3 separate regions of the Sus scrofa genome follow, and all the other regions are linked to region 3. A link is a contact called in public targeted proximity ligation data. All regions are on one chromosome and are shown on one strand. The core of a region is the stretch at or near the end of the contact, and the rest is flanking DNA. Distances in the headings are between cores, read along the strand shown.

Evidence for each region.
Region 1: a targeted proximity ligation map of alveolar macrophages shows a contact between it and region 3. A contact is called at or near these places in 1 of 47 Hi-C or Micro-C datasets (embryonic fibroblasts) and 1 of 2 datasets of targeted methods (alveolar macrophages).
Region 2: a contact with region 3 is called in a targeted proximity ligation map of alveolar macrophages. A contact is called at or near these places in 8 of 47 Hi-C or Micro-C datasets (embryonic fibroblasts, fetal heart ventricle, heart right ventricle and 3 more) and 2 of 2 datasets of targeted methods (alveolar macrophages and skeletal muscle).

The regions. Positions count from the first base shown.
Region 1 is chr3:102,384,399-102,387,205 of Sscrofa11.1, reverse strand. No RefSeq gene overlaps it. Among named protein-coding and RNA genes, the nearest start is that of RMDN2, 78 kb to the right of the region's middle.
Region 2 is chr3:102,322,989-102,325,688 of Sscrofa11.1, reverse strand. No RefSeq gene overlaps it. Among named protein-coding and RNA genes, the nearest start is that of RMDN2, 17 kb to the right of the region's middle.
Region 3 is chr3:102,042,404-102,045,103 of Sscrofa11.1, reverse strand. No RefSeq gene overlaps it. Among named protein-coding and RNA genes, the nearest start is that of ATL2, 87 kb to the right of the region's middle.

The sequences.
Region 1 (2,807 bases), core at 211-2,710, 340 kb before region 3:
TCCTGGCGCTGATACCGAGCTTCTTGGCCTGCCTGAAATCCTTGTTTTGTGTAGGCAAGGACTGCGGGAGATAGCACAGGGCAGATGAACCTTACAGAAACCACCCAGATGGGCGGCTTACAGCTCATGGAGGGCAAGAGGCTGGGGGGAACTTAAACGTCGTATGTTATGCGTGTGTTCTCAAGTCTCAGCACAGAAACATCTTCAAAAGCTTCACTTTTCTGAAACCAGTCAGATTTAGAGGCATTTAAAGAGAGGCTCTTGCAGAGAGTCCTGCTCCTGCTTCATATTCTTTAGCTGTTTAGGAAGCTGTGCTGAGACCCTGAGATGAGACAAAGTAGTTTTTTCCAGAATGTTCCTGTTTCTCAGATTGTGACTCTTTTGACCAGCATATACTGGATAGGAAATCTCAGTTCAGTTGTATTTGCCGGTTGTTATGACAGACAAAAATCACTCGTGTGAGCACACCAGGCACAGACACTGTTCTGAACCACTCACCTATGTGAAGGCATTTTATCCTCACAGCAACCCTATGAAGAAGGTTTTCCTTTGAGGGATCTGATTTATGGAGATTACATAGCTTGCCCAGCTGGTAAGTCATGTATTTGTTTCCTAAGGCTCCTGTAACAAATTACCACAAACTGGGTGGCTTGAGATGACAGAAATTTATTCTCTCATAGTTCTGGGGTTCAGAAGTTCCACATCAAGATGCCAGCAGGACCACACTCCCTCCAAAGCCTCTTAGGAAGAATATTTCCAGCTTCAGGTAGCTGCAGGTGTTCCTTGGTCAGCATCACTCCAGCCTTTGCCTCCATCTTCACATGGCCTCCTCTTCTTCTGCATCTGTGTCTGCTCTTATAAGACACTTGTCGCTGGCTACAAGACCCACCCTGGTAATTCAGGATGAGCTCATCTCAGACATTCTCAGTGTATTTACATCTGCAAAGGCCCTTTTTCCAAATAAGGCTGCATTCACAGGTTCCCAGGGTGAGGAGGTGCTCATATCTGGGGGAAGGGCACCCTTTAACCCACTAAACAGCTGGAGTTCAGTCAGGTAGTGAAGCTTTAGAGCACAGCCTCCTAACCCTTATGCTACCCTCTTTCACACGCTGACTTTTCATAGGTGTCAAGAAGACACTGGCTAAGTTAACCTGGGCTTTTCAGAGATCATCACAGCACTGAAGAGTGCATTTTTTTGTCTTAAGTAGCCTGTCCACATTCTGGAGGGGCAGCCGGTAAAGTACACGCTATCCCCTCTGATGGAGGAGGAGGAAAAACAGGATATTGGGTTCCTTTTAAAAGAGGACTGAACGTAGCTCTGTAAATGTTAAAAGCTTATATATTTTCAAAAAAATTCAAACACAAGCATAAAACCTCATTGCCTCAAAACCACAGCTGACGAAACCACCATTGACAAAGAATTACTCCACAGGCAGTGAAAATCTGACAAAACACAGCGATAGTCCAAAATACGGTGTTAGGTCATTACCCAGACACCAGCAGAGTGGAGTCTTCTACCATAGTTCCTTTGTGCTGAGAGAAAACATATTTTGAAATGAAGCCTGCAGCTTAAGTGCAGAAAACTTAAAGCTGTAGACAATCAATATTGTCATTTAAAGGGTGAACTTTATTTCTTCTGAGGTAAAGTGATGAGCCCAGGCAAAGCACTCACTCTACCAGATATGATTTGAAACAGCTGAAAAATAAACTTCTGACAATAAGATTTTAGGACAGAAACACTGCCAGAGCTCTAAGTGCCTTTGAGAATCATAAAAAGAAAGTAAACAATGCCAAAGGCCAGACGAACAAAAGGAAAATTCTTACTTCGTTTGTTCTCGTCAAATACCGTAGAAAAATAATCTGTGCTTAGCCAGTTCTTCTGGAGTCCAAATTCCTGCCCTGTGCTCATCATTCTGTTTAAGCTCTGTGCTTTCAGGCTGTCATTAAATGCCTTACATTTGTGGATGGGGCCAAGATAGTTTTCAATCTGAAGCCATTGAGAGCCTCAAGGCAGATTCTGAAGGTCTTTACCACCTGAGCCTGGCCATCTGGGCTCTTCTTTCACAGCTGTGACATTGTCTTGGTGTCTGACCCCTATGGGAGAGCTGAGTCCATTAGCAGAATCCTTATGCCTTCGGCAACTTCAATTAGCCAAGAGCATGCCAGGAGGTCAAGGTGCTGGTGATAGAAAAAAAACAGATCATAAGAAAACCCTCTGGTTTAAGCTTTGTGAACAAGAGGCTTATTTTGTCAGACCCCCAGAGCTGCCTTATGAACAAGCCAGAAGCTAACTGGGCAGTGAAGGAATGGGGAATGGGTGAGTGACAAACTGGGTTGTTGCTTCTTAACAGAGACTTGACTATATTAACAAGCATGGTGTGGTTAACTGACTAGTCCCAGAATTTTACCAGCTACCCCGGAGCTTGCTGATGAACACTGTCCCAGGGACCTGTGTTAGGATGAGTTCCTTCTGATAGCTTACTCCTTTGGATGGAGTCCAAGAGGGCCACGCGCCCTGTGGAATTCCACACCGTAACCGGGCATGCTTCAGAGAGATTCCAGAGCAGTGATGATTTTACTTATTTAGGCTGAAGGTTATCTGCTCGTCCTCCTCCAGATCCCTTTAAGCCAAGGGAAGGGCACCTCGTTAGTGTCAGATGTCGAGGGTCTGGTTCCCTTTACCCAAATGAGCTTTTCATGTCATACATACTCCTGAAGATCTGAGAAGACTTTTCTTTTGGGATTTGGCTAGGAAAGAAGGCATCATAGGAAAGAAGGCATCATAACCTGACATGGCAGTGGGGGGC
Region 2 (2,700 bases), core at 104-2,603, 280 kb before region 3:
AACTTCCTAATTTTGATATGATCAAATTTACTCTTTTTTTTTTTTTTTTTTTTTTAGGGCTGCACCCTTGTCATATGGAAGTTCCCGGGCTAGGAGTTGAATTGGAGCTACAGCTGCTGACCTACACCACAGCCACAGCAATGCAGAATCTTAGCCACGTCTGCAACCTACACCATAGTTCACGCCAATGCTGAATCCTTAACCCACTGAGCAAGGCCAGGGATCAAACCTTCATCCCCATGGATAGTCAGGTTCTTAACCCACTGAGTCACAATGGAAACTCTCTTATTAGTCTTTTTTTTTAATGGTAAGTGCTTATCCTGCATACACTAACCGCCAGCAATTCTACTTCTAGATATGTGCCCTAGAAAAACTTATGCAAATTCTCCAGGTATTAAACTATTCATAGCAGTATTGTCCCTAATAGGAAAAAAAGAAAACAAAATCAAGCCCGGATGCTCCCTAAATGTCCATCAAGAAAGGAGATAAATCCACGTAGGCATGTCCATACAAGGTAATGAACTACAAATACATGTATTTACATGGATTTATTTCACGGACATAATTCTTAACTGATAAAGTATTAAAATTCAAAATCAGCCCAAGTTTTAAAATATGTTACTTAGGAATAAAAGCAGAGGTGTTAAGCATAAAAGCACAGGAAGAGGGATATTCTCACAAACCTCAGGATTATGGTTAGCTCTGGGGAGAAGGGGGGAATGTGAGATGAGAGGGCCACTCAAGGGGCTTCTAAAGTGCCAGGGACTCTGAAGCTCTCTTGTGGCCCAACAGTTTTAAGGAGCCAGCATTGTCACCGCTGTGGCTCATTGTCACTGCTGTGGCGGCATGGGTTTGGTCACTAGAGGAGAAACTTCCACATGCAGCAGGCACGGCCAAAAATAAATAAACAAATAAAGCACTGGGGCTTCTAAAGTTCTTACTATCCCAGGAAATGTTTGCATGGCTATTTTCTTTATTATTTTCTTTGCAATGAACCTATGCTTTATATACACACTGTTATATGATCTATTTTTCCAATAAAATATTTTAACATATTATTCTCCTAGCAATCATATTTGTCATCCTGGTTTAAGGATGCTAAATAGAAGATCCTGAATATTTTAGGGGAGCAGCTCCCGGAAGCCCGCTTTGGATCCGTTACATCATAATCACATGGGCCGTGTATTAAAACTACAGACTGCCAGCCCTCCCTTCCCCTAACCCCCTTCCCAGGCTACAGAATCAGAAACTGAAGAAACGTGTCATTTTGCCCAGTTCTACCTAGGTAGAACTCGGTCCTCGGCAATAATACAAGGGTGTCTGTGGCTCTCTACTGCCCTCTCGTGGCCAATTTTTCCACCCACCCTAAACCAGCCAAGATGAGGAAAGGAGCAGATCCTGTCCTGGGGTCCGCCCAGGGTTGGTGATGGCGCTGAGGACTTTGAATAGTTGGGCTGGATAATGAAGCATAGCACCTAGAACCCACTAGCTTGTCTAGTATTTCAGTTAAAATCCTATGTGCTATCGCCTGGCTTACTTTCCTGAAACTTATCTGCGCTCCTCCTGACAGAGAGGACCTCAGGGACCACAGACCCCCTCCCATCTGCCTCAGACCCTCTTGCCCACAGAGGTGCTCTGATTCTGGAACCCACCTTCCCGTCTGGATCTACCATCCACACACACTGGCCCTGTGCTACCTGGTCTCCTTTTCTGACTGGACACCTGTGGTCTAATTAGACCCCGGGTCCTGGACTCACCTGCAGGATCCTCTCCTCCCTGTGACTTTGGCATGACCTGGCCTATGAAGAAGGTTAAGCCCCAAAGCCAAAGAGAATTGCAGTCCAGAGGCAGATGAATGCTCTGAGGCTGCTGTTTCTCCCACCTTAAACTTCCTTCCTCCTCCTTTTTTGTCTTCCCTTCTCAAATGGTCAGAGTTTCTGCTCCCTGACATTGAGCTTGGAATAGACAGGTTTGCTCAGAAAAACTGTGGAATTGGTATAACTCAAAGGCAGAATCTGGACCAGAACACAGGGGTAGATTTTAATGGTGTAAAGTCCCCACTCATTTTGCTCCACCTCAGTCCCCAGCTCATACCCTGTAAGAATCCTGAATGTAGACCCTATTACTGTACATGACCACTGGCCTCTCTTGAATGACCAAGTCCCTGCTCACTCCTCAGGCCACCCAGTGGAAAGCAGTGAGGTATGATGATTTAAAATGTGAATTTAGAATAAGAATTGTATTTGGAATCTCTGTTTGTTTATATGCTGGTCTTGGAACATTATTTTAATGTCTCTAAACCTCAACTTCCTCATCTGTAAAATGGGGTTAACAACCATTTTGTCGTGATTATGAAATGAGACAGAAAATGAAATCATTCACTCTGTATCACAGTCATACAAAAGTACTTAATAAATATTATTTGCTATTATTTATTATTAAGTCTAGATTTTTTAGTGCTCAAAGGGCTATGTCCCTGGGGTGGAGTTAGTTGGACCCCTGAGCAGCATATGTTGCCCAAAGGCTCCTTTCTAAGCAGCCAGCTCCCCAAGAACTCTCTAGAGAATGCTCCAGCTTGACTCCTTTCTGACTGTCTCCTCTAAACTCCATCATGGCTCTAGCCCAGCAGCTGGAATCTTCTAGCAGGGGTCACACCTGTTAGATCAGCCAGGAGCTCTGCTTGATCTGCTCTCCAGCTGC
Region 3 (2,700 bases), core at 49-2,548:
CAGATTTCACCCTTTCTCCACTAGCGTCCCAGGATCCCACATTCTGCTTACTTATCACGTCTCTTTTGTCTCCTCAATCTGTGACTTTCTGTCTTTCCGTGTTTATCATGACCTTGGCCATTGTGAAGACTACCAGTCAGGTATGTCATACCAGTTCCCTCGATTCGGGTTGTCCGACGGTGTCTCAGACTAGACTCAAGTGATGGCTTTTGAGGAAGAAGACCCACAGGTGAAGTGCCTGGGAGGGGCTTTCTTAAAGAACAGGGAGCTCAGAAGTGACGAACGAGCCTGCCTTCACATTTTGTTCATTCTATGCGTATTTTTAAGAGGTTTTGTGCCAATTTTGTGTTGAAGTTTTTCGATTTAGATCTTCAGCTTCTCCTAAAAAATGGAAAGAGCTGGTGGAGTTCCCGTTGTGGCTCAGCGAAAACAAATCTGACTAGCATCCAAGGGGACACAGGTTCGATCCCTGGCCTTTGCTCAGTGGGCTAAGAATCTGGTGTTGCCGTGAGCTGTGGTGTAGATTGCAGATGCGGCTCGGATTTGTTGTTTCTGTGGTGTAGGCCGGTAGCGACAGCTCTGATTCGACACCTCACCTGGGAACCTCCATAGGCCATGGGTGCGGCCCTAAAAAGACAAAAAAAAAAAAAAAAAAAAAAAAAAGAAAAAGAAAAGAAAAGAAGGAAAGAGCTGGTGATACAGGCTTCCATGGTGATCAGAGCTGAGTGCCGGGGGCGGTGCCCCTCGGTGGGATGTGTCCCCTTCAGGCCACACCAGTCCCAGCCCCCAGCTCTGAGCCCCAGCATCAGCTGCCATTGCTCTTCATGCCCACGGTGCTGATTTTCCTACAGTAAAGAGGTGGCTTGCATGTTTCAGTTACAATAGAAATGAACCCAGGTGGCCCCAGGCTTTAAGAAAAAGAAAGCAAGAGCCAGAAATGGGGTGAGGTGAATCGCAAGGAAACTGTGTTTTTTCCTAATAGCAGGAAAAGGCGTGAAGGAACACTCTGGAAACTGCCTGTGGTTCTCTGTCACTATGTCCACATGACACGGTCCTTACCCCTCACTCGGCAGCACAGAGCAGGGGGCGTGGGTCAAGAGGGAAGCCGATCAACAGGGAAGTAGGCATGTGAAGGGAAAGAACGCCGTAACCTCCACCTGCCCTGAGTTCCCTTCCCCAGGCCACATTCACGTCACTGCCCAGGGATGGCCCTGTCACCTGCTGGACAGGGCCATCCAGTGGGGTCGGCACAGCTGGGCCTGCTCTGGGCAGGAATTTCCACCTGAGAAGAGAGCCTGCGAGTGGAGAGGGGCGCTTCCACACATCTTTTGCAGCCTCCCTAACACACCCGCCTCCCGGAGCCACAGTGAGTCTCCTCCACGCTCCTCCCACCCCTGCTGTCTGTGATCAGACATCCTCTGTCTCAGGAGTGACAGTTCTGAGCCCCAACCTCCCCCATCCCAGGCCAAGTGATGACAGGTTCCCCAGCTGCTCCTCCTCCTCCTCTTCCCCTTTCCCATCCCGTCACCCTGGCCTTGAAGGCTTTAGGATCAGCACAGTGTGACCAGTGAAGATGTGGACCAATCCGAGTCTCCAAGCACCCTGCTAATGTGATGAGTCCCACCCGATGCATCACCAGAGCAAACCTGGGTGGGGCCTGGCAGGGGGAGCAAGACCTTGGGTAAAAGGAGCACTGGATCAGGAGTCAGAGGGTCTGGCCTCAGGCTTGATTCCAGTGGTATGCAGTGTCAGAAAAATCACCTAACCTCTCTGAGCCTGAGCGATCTCGGTTATCAAATCAAGTGACGTTTTTACCTGCCTTGCCAGCCTCCTGCTTTCTGTAATGTATAAAGATGATCAAGGATTTTCCCGGTGGCCTAGTGGTTAAGGATCCACATTGTCACGGCTGTGGCTTGGGTTTGATCTCTGGCCCGTGAACTTCCTCATGCCAAAAAAAAAAAAAAAAAAAAAAAAGATTATCAAGATTAAAAGCTTCATGACTTATTTCCTTCACTCTCCAGCCTGGGTTACATCCTCCTCCGTATGCCCAGAGCAGCCCGGTTTTCGTCATCAGTGTGCCAGCATCACACTCCCTGCACTCCTACTCCTAATAAAACTGCCCTGAGGACAACATACTCAGATTGGAACATGGAGCCTGGATGGTACATGAGCACGTGCCTGAGGCAGGGGTGAGTCAGAGGGCTCTTCTGTGGCACGCAGGACAGACTTTAAATCCCAGAGTGGAATCTCCCTAAGGAGACTCAAAGATGCTTCTCTCAGATGAATAGAGAAGGCTGAGCCATAAGCTTAAAAAATGGTCCAAAGAAGTAAACCTTCAACTTGGTGTGTTATTGCTGGAGCTGAGGCCCAACAGTTAGCAGCTGGCTCGGGAGGTCTCCTGGACAGTCTGTGGAGCTAGGCAGGCTCTGGAGGGCTGGGAATCTAGCAAACCAGGAGATGGCCAAGCTCACAACAGGCCAAAGTGCCAAGAAAATGTGTGAGCCAAGTGACAAAACCAAGAGAAGGAGACAAAACCCACCTTGGGCCTGGCCAGTGGGATCCTGGCAAGAAGAGGTTCCTCATCCGGGACCTCGGATGGTGCTTGTCCTAAGACTATAAAACAGTGTGGAACTTGTGCTTCCTGTAATGTGTCTGCCTCCGAGGAGCTCATGTTTATTGATTTTCTTCTGTAAGAGGCAG